Regions from separate parts of the Gossypium hirsutum genome. Here region 1 is linked to region 2. A link is a contact called in public Hi-C data. All regions are on one chromosome and are shown on one strand. The core of a region is the stretch at or near the end of the contact, and the rest is flanking DNA. Distances in the headings are between cores, read along the strand shown.

Region 1 (4,220 bases), core at 769-3,268, 220 kb before region 2:
ATAAATAGAGCAAGACTTAAGATCCGAATAAACAGATTAACAGCTAAAACAAGCTTTGTATTCGAGCACAAGAAAAAATTATTTTAACTTAAAAGACTAAATCAAATGTATAGGTTAGTATGAAACTCAACCTGTAAAAAATAAAAAATAACAAAAACAAAAAAAAAACTACCATACTAGTATAATTTTGAAATTATTAAGAAAAATAGTATTTTTTTTTGTAAAAGTGTATATTATATGTATTTTTTAAAAGTAATTATCTCTAAAATTCAAACCTGTGTATTTTCTTTAAAAATGTAATGTGTTTTATCTTTGCACCTAACCACTTATTAATCATATATCTATATATATTATTTTCACTTGCTTTGCTAAAAGCCATTAAGAAGAGTGCGTTTCATTACTACGAATTCGTTTCATTTAAGTGGTTGTGTATCTCCTACTATTAAAAAAAGTCCGAGATACGCATTTCAATGGTACAAAATTTGACGAAAATCCTGTTTAATGCTGAAATTACGATGATCAAAACACCATGTTTCAGAGCAGGAACCAGAGCTGCCCTTGTAATGCTTGAAAATGGGTACAAGTAGTCAAAACAGACATGCAAGTTGAGCTATCAGGCAATGATCGAAGCAAGACTACGAGCGCCTTGAAGTTGAAGGATCGTTTTTAAGCGGCAACAATCATATATGATTCCATCTGCAGTGCTGTATTATGCGTAGGTTGAGTGATAGGATCTCATCCTATTAGCATGAAAATCACTACACATTCTTCCTTGATGCTACTATGTTTTACACCATCTTTCTTAACACTCTTTTTCAACAATATACTAAATGTTGGTATCAATGAGTTGTTATCTACACACTTCTAGATGTGATATTGACTTAAAGATGGCAGCCCCCATTGGATCTTGTTGTGCCATGCATACAAATGCACCATTATAATTTTATCCACAATTTTTAATACATGAATCATCACCATTCTGCTTTGATCAATATCTAGATATATAGTTTTGTTTTAGTAAGTCGAAATGGCTGCTTTGCATGTGACATGGAGTTAGATATGCTGGGTTTGGTGGGATCATTAATTAGAGGTTGGGGTGTCCTTATCAGAACAAATAATGATAACAATGTACCAAACATAGTCTAGAATTGTTTATTCTGGTGATTCGTGGCCAATTTTTCCACCTTTAGCCAGGCTTTCCTTGTATTATTATTTATGTTTAACTTAACTAGCCACCAATTAGAACGGAATAAATACTTTTATGTGCAAATATAATTTTACTTTTAAAATTGGTTCTGTCTGTGGTCTTACTTTTTTTTATACCAACTTGGCCCTATTAAAGCCCCTTGAATTTTTTTTATTTTTAAATCGAAATTGATTATACTAAATTTTAGACTAAATTCGAAAGTTTGAAAAGTTCATAAACTAAGGACAAAATTAAACTTTAACCCTTTTTTTGTGTGAGGAAAATATGAACATAAAAAACAAAACAGGCATGAAAATATTTTATATTATCTTCTTGTCAAATTTAAATTTATTTTCTATTTCCCCCCTTGTAATTTAAACAAAATCAAGATGGTAGCACCTAATTGCTTGCCTTCTCTTCATAAGGAATGATTGTGGGTAATAAAGGCGAAATTATGGACATTAACTCTCCACCTATTTAGATGCCAAAATTTTTGTTTAATCTTCAACAAAATCTTGTTTTAGGTTTAATAATTATATTAGGGTATCTCCATTTTCTCACTTTCTCATTTAATTGATTAAATCAACCTTGCAGTAAACTTCGACCGTATTCCAGATACATCGTGGGATCCAGGTATTCACCAATCAGGACACGTGGCACCCGATAACCGTTAGATCAAATCCTGCATGCTCTCCACGTGCACCCTCCCCACCCAAAAACTAACTAGCGTAGTTTGGCAGTGACACTAACTGGGTGACCTGGTATAAAGGGGGGAAGAAAATATCGACGGAAACAATAAGGGTACTTTCGTAAATTTGAGGATAATTCCCCGTTTAATTAAAGTTTATATTGCTGCCTGCCGGACTGCTGAGAGATACGTGGAAATACAATTACGTGTGCTCTAAGCGAAAGCTGAAAAGATTTATTTTAATTTATTGTTATTGCTATTGCTATTGCTATTTCTCACACTCTTCACCTCCTTCTCAATTGTACACACTGTGTTTTTGTTTATACAGAGGATTCTAAGCTAATTACTGGGTCTGCTTCTTTTTTCTTTTTAATTAAAAGATTCTTTTCCAGTATTTTTGTTGATTATAGAATATGATGATGCCTTGAAGAGTTGTTTGTGGCGAATGGGTAGTTGGGGTTTTGGATTTTGAGTTCTGAATCAGTTACAGAGTTTTTGAGCAAGAAAAAGAAAAACAAAACAGAGACAGGGGAGATGAGGAAATCGTTCAAGGATTCTCTCAAGGCTCTTGAAGCTGATATTCAGTTCGCCAATACCCTGTAATTTCTTCTTTCTTCTTCTCTTCCTTGATTTTCTGTAGATGAGCATGGCCAGTACCGATTCATCATGATTTTCCCCTTTTTTTTCTTTGAATTTTTTATATATACTTCCTTTCTGATTTTCTTTCAAAGTATGCAATGCGTGATACTGTTTCTTATATTACGCTATAACCTAGTATTTGAATTCTTGTAATCCGGTAAATTAACGTTTTATTACTTTGGGGGACTATAAAATTTCAGATTGATAGTTTTCATCCTGGCTATGGTTCCATGTTGAATATTTCTTTTCTTTTCTTTGCTTAATTGGAGTTGTTATTGGTAATTTTTGGTGTTTATTGGATGTTCATTGCTTAATAGATGGTTCTGTATTGAATATTAATAATGGCTCCTACAGTAATGAAAAGTGACTATTGTTCTTTTTTCTTCTTCAAGCTTTTAAGATATTATGGATATTCATTGCTTAATTAGATGGTTCTGTATTGAATATTAATAATGGCTCCTACAGTAATGAAAAATAATTGTTGTTCTTTTTTTCTTCTTCAAGCTTTTAAGATATTTTGATTATATATGGTTAAACTTATCCTAAAAGGAAAATACTTATAGAATTTGAAGCTTGAAAATAGTGTTTTTACCACACAAAAAAAGCCTAGCCAGAAAAGGGGAAAACAGAGGACACTGAATGACTTGGATGAGACTAATGAGTCTAGAACTTCCATTCAAAGGATTTGGGGGTCCTTCTTCCTTTTATGTAGCTTAATTACTTGTCTATAGTAGTTTGATCTGTTCTACATGTATATCTGTATTGATTAGCACATGATAGGGACTACATTATACTACACGTTATTATTTTTTGTTTTTTTGAATGATTAGGGCTTCTGATTATCCAAGAGAATATGATGGTGCCTGTCTTCAGATGAGATTATCTTACAGTCCAGTTGCACATTTCTTCCTTTTCCTTGTTCAGTGGACTGATTGTCATCTTGCTGGTGCCTTGGGGTTTCTCAGGATTCTTATATACAAGGTGATTTGCAAGCGCTTGTGTAATGAATTTCTGATGTTCTTGTCATATTCTAAACTTATAGCATTTCAAGGACGTTAATTTTGTGATGTTTCTTTTTCTGAAGGCTTATGCTGATGGTAAAACCACCATGTCTATTCATGAAAGGAAAGCTAGCATAAGAGAATTCTATGGTGTGTAAGAGGGGATTTGTTGTTGTTGTGCATAAGTTTGATTCATATTTATCATAATTTTTGAAAAAATGTTTACACTATTTGAGTGGTTTGGACTTTGGATTGTCATGACAGGGGTGATCTTTCCCTCGTTATTGCAACTATCTCGAGGAATTACGGATGTGGATGACAGGAAACAGAAGGAAATTTGTGCTTCAAAGTTCTCGAAAAGAGATGAACTGAATAAAGGAAAGGTCTCCGAAATCGACTTAGAGAGGGAAGAAGAATGTGGGATTTGCATGGAGGTGCGCAGCAAGATTGTGTTGCCCACATGCAACCATTCAATGTGTATGAAATGCTACCGAACCTGGTAAGCCATCGAAACTGGTCTTCTTTTTTTTGTTTCCTTTTTGATTATCAAGTAATTTAGCATGGTGGGAATGATAGAGATTAAAGTAAGCAACCCGAAGTTGAATTCCGCACCACGGATATAGCTGGACTTCAAGAAACATATACAAACATATTATGAAGAAAAGCTTAGCATCTCCATGTTCAAGCTCTTCTCTTCTCAAAACAT
Region 2 (4,238 bases), core at 877-3,376:
TTAAAGTCATTGGCATGGCTAAATCCAAGTGTTTTAGACAACTTTTTATTTCATTCTTTCTCAAACTACAAGCTGTTATCATTCCTACAACAAATGGTACAGTTCTTAACTATGATTCCAGGTATGATTGTAATTACTTGATTATGATTTAATTTTTTGTATTCTCAAATCTCCTATAGGGAATCAAAAGAAAGTTGATATCATAACATGGCACATGCAGATTCATCTGACACAGAAAAAAACTGTAATCAACTCTGCCAGGTTAACAGAAAACTGCCGCACTGATAATGCTATAAAAACGTTTTTGGAGTCGGTGTTCCAGCCAAGTGTTGATAATTATATAAGTGTAGAGTTAGGCCAATGATGAGCTAGTTTAGACTTGTTCGATGTTTCAGAGAATATCGCCTTATTAGTTCATAATTAGTCAAATTAATAATAATCTCACTAACATGCTTTCACTATATTTTAATCGAGTATTGGCATAATTTTAAATCTCCATTTCTCCATTTCATGAGTTGGCACAAGTTCGTAGTGAAGATTTTATGCGTATGATTTCAAAATTATATAGAGTTGAAATTCGGGAGAAATTGAATAAATGATCCTTACCCTTCAATTAAATATGTTATCAATCAACTTTAAGGTTTCACCTAATGTTTTGATTTTTTAAATATTTTTATTCAGTCTCTTCACTATGATTTTTAAATTAGACATTGATGTTGATGATTAGGGTTTAAGGATGATGACATTTACTCTTAATGAATCAATATCTATACTACCATATATATATAGAAGGCCTTCCACACTTGTCATTGCTATTTTTTACATTATTAACAAAATAGTTAAATTTCAATTCTGAATCTTCTATTTTTTAACTATGTAAAAATATTAAATTTTAATTTTTGACATAATTTTGTACTTCGACATTTATAATGTCATTAGTTAGTCTAAATATTTTATTCTAATTAAACTATCAAATGTAAATTTAAAGAATTGTTAACATCGTTAAATTTTTTGTTAAATTCAAGTCAATTACATTGTTATTTTTGGTGACACATGATTATCGAGTGAGTACTTTGTTTTTAAAAAAAGGTAGAATGTCACACCAACAAATTTAATAGAAGAATTTTAACGGTGCTAATAACTAGATTTGAATTTTTAAATTTGAAAAATAGAGGGACGAAATTCCAAATATACAGAGAGAGTTCTATCTTTTTTTTTTCTTTACTCTTTTTCTCATTTCTTACATATCAAATAACTAAATTACCCTCTAGAACAACATATTTCGTTGCTTGTTCTTCAAAGAATGAAATCAAATTGAAGCATATTAAAACTTGGGGAGAACTTCTATATTATGGTATATATTTGATATTGGTAGCTAAGATTATTCTTAATGAATTAAAACCTAAGGAATGACATCAATAATGCGTGATGTTCTTTCATTAGCAAAATATTCAAACGTCAAAATTCAATACATGCTGTCGTAAGTCTTACATGAATTTTTGTTCCTCTCAATTATTAATAATTAAATTTAAATTATTTTATAATTTTATTTCCACCTCCAACAACATCAGATTCCTAACTTTGCCTTGCTGATATGTATGGAAGAAAACCTTCTTCTTTTTTTGTACAGTAGTTTTTGTCATTAGTCCCCACTTTCATGGTTGCAAAATGGAAAACTTATGGGGTCTTTTTCCATATCTTAGCCTGTGTGCTTAAGACTTAAAGAGGTTTATAAGTTGATTGCACATCGTTTTCCATTTTGATGAAACAACAATTGGTGGTTGAATGAGCTGCTGATCAGGAAGAACATTTCTCCAGGCTTCAATTACCCATCAATCATTTTATTGACTTTGAGAGACTTTTTTTTTTTGGTATTCATGTGGCAAGGAGAAGCTCTTCCCTTTCCCATTCTCTAAGCTAAGACTAAGAGAGTTTTGGGTTTTGTAAAAGGTCCATTAGGCCATCACCTTATACTTTTTATTCATCTTCATAAATAAAAATAAAAAGGATAATTCAAAGAGGAAAAAAAGCGAAGCCCATTTGGATCTTGTATGGTCAAACTATGGGCATGGCGGCCATTGATAGGACCCATGATCTTAAGGAATGGGATCCACTTAGATTTGGAATATAAGGGGTTGGTTAGCTTGAGGTGACTCCATCAAATGTACAAAATTACAATTGTATCATCACCTTGTAAAGAGATGAGTGGGGGTTTTAATATAGGTTTAGCTTTCATTTAGAGGGGCATATTGCGATTTATACTAAGTTCTCATAGCTTGTCAAACATCAAACATTAATGGCGCCTCAATGACTTAGAGGATAATATGAACTAGGAAAGTTGGGTTTTTAATTATTTGGAGGTATCGGAGACAGACATTCGAGAGGGGTCCCTTGTGCCATCAATACCCACCCTTCATGAATCCCCATGCATACACAATGGAAGGCCCGGCCACGTGAATTGTTGTCTTCTCCTAACATTTCTTGCTTGAGATCTTTGTTACAATTGTCCATTATCTTTGTCAAATGGACATAAATTGGAGCCTAGCTTAACCTAGTTCACAATTTGTTAATGCCATGATTTATGGTTAGTACAACTTTATACTGTCCCAACTCCCAACAAACATGAAATGAGAGATCTTGACTCTAAACTACTCTTAAAACTTTTCCAGGCCTTATGTCCAACTTAACTTTGCTTGTTTGTCTCTTAACTCTTGAAAGCCCCGCAAGAAAATTAGTCTTTTCGTGTTGGTTTGGAAAGTTGAGATATAGATATTTGAAGACCCTTTCGATGGAATTGTCACAATCCACTATATATGAGCTGCACCATGAGAACATAATCCGGAATTATTCTCTTTGGACCACCATAAGTTACCACTTTTAAATACATTTTTAGATATCTGACAAACATATAAATAAATGTAAAATAGATATCAATTAAACTAGGTCTCAAATCTCTACAGAGTTCATTCGTTATTATTGTGACTTTGATTAAAATACATCTAACTTGTAGATACAGAACAATTCTAGCTTTTACTCTTACAAGATGACCGATTTTTGATGACCTAGGTCGTAGCCATGATAGGAATCAAATCAAACTGATTCTCAAATGATTATTTTCAACACCATTAGTCCTTTAAAGATTATAGACACCGGCGAATTAGTGGGCATCTTTTGACTTAGGGATACCTCTGTTTCCATTATAACTTGCTTTAGAAGCAAGAGAGTTTGTAAAAACACGGCGTTGGTAATGCCTCCACACCGTAGAAAAAGCTCGCAAGACACACGAGCCAACAGGAGACAGTGTGTTTCATGGGCCTCATAGTCAGTCTTCTCCAAGTTTGGTAAGGGAAACTGAGTACTCAAACTTTATAAGCAAGGGACGGAGGAGTTAAAAGTTGAAAATCTATGGATAAAATAAGAAAGAATACATACCCCCGGGCAGTCCCCATTTTACACGTGAAAACATAATTTACTTTATCTTTTTGCCTTTGCTCTCAGCTCATTCTGACTTGTTTCATTACAAACGGTTTGCGAGTTGGAGTGGATTTTGTTTTCCCTTTCTTTAGAAAAGTTGTCCAAACCCGTTTGACTCCTTGAATATTTGATTTCCAAAGGCCAGACCTCAATTTTGTTAGTATATATTCATTTGTTTTATTAGGGATGTGATTGATTGAGCTTTGAGGGTGCTACTTGGAACAAAAAAAAGAAGCCTAAACGTTGTCTTTTTTGCTTTGCTAAGAACAAATAGTGAAATTCATGGCCTACACGTTTTAAATATTGCAGGATTAGAAGTCAGTTCAAATGGAAGGCTTAAGCTGATAAAATTAGTAGTATCAAATTATGGCCTTAGCGTTATATCATTTTCTGCCTCAATTCTCTCTCCCACTATCATTTTCCTCTTCTCTTTTTTTCTTTTTTTTTTTCTGTTTTTGTCATTGCACGAATGGATTGGATACCTTTTGTGGCAGACACCACGGAACCCACAGCAAAACTTCTTTCAAGATTCCCGGCAAAGTCAACTGCAAGCAAACTACGTAGTGGATTCTCCCACCACACCCCGTCTTTCATATTTCCGGATGACTGCCCTGTTATTCCTTTAATGTATTCTTTTTTTGAATCATAGATAGAGCTACAAATAGATTAGATTCAAGTTTTTAGTTCACATTCATCTCCATACGTAAACAACTTTTATTCCTTGATAAATTAATAGCATTAAATTTTAGAGTTTTTTTTTAAGA

What was found. Hi-C and Micro-C count contacts between places; a contact is called where the count stands out from the background.
Region 1: a contact with region 2 is called in a Hi-C map of leaf, with 4 times the contacts expected there. The contact joins the promoter of LOC107899529 here to the enhancer-like site in region 2. A contact is called at or near these places in 3 of 34 Hi-C or Micro-C datasets (all in leaf).

The regions. Positions count from the first base shown.
Region 1 is chrD04:48,002,805-48,007,024 of Gossypium_hirsutum_v2.1, reverse strand. It overlaps LOC107899529 (E3 ubiquitin-protein ligase AIRP2), which reads left to right and starts at 2,018. Exons shown (of 5, transcript XM_016825270.2): 1 at 2,018-2,473; 2 at 3,344-3,494; 3 at 3,598-3,664; 4 at 3,779-4,013. The coding sequence starts at 2,409.
Region 2 is chrD04:47,782,424-47,786,661 of Gossypium_hirsutum_v2.1, reverse strand. No RefSeq gene overlaps it. Among protein-coding and RNA genes, the nearest start is that of LOC107899048, 22 kb to the right of the region's middle. Within about 2 kb of position 2,126, at least 3 of the 9 cell types and tissues checked have an H3K27ac peak or open chromatin away from gene starts, as enhancers often do. A contact at or near this core is called in leaf, where this site is marked.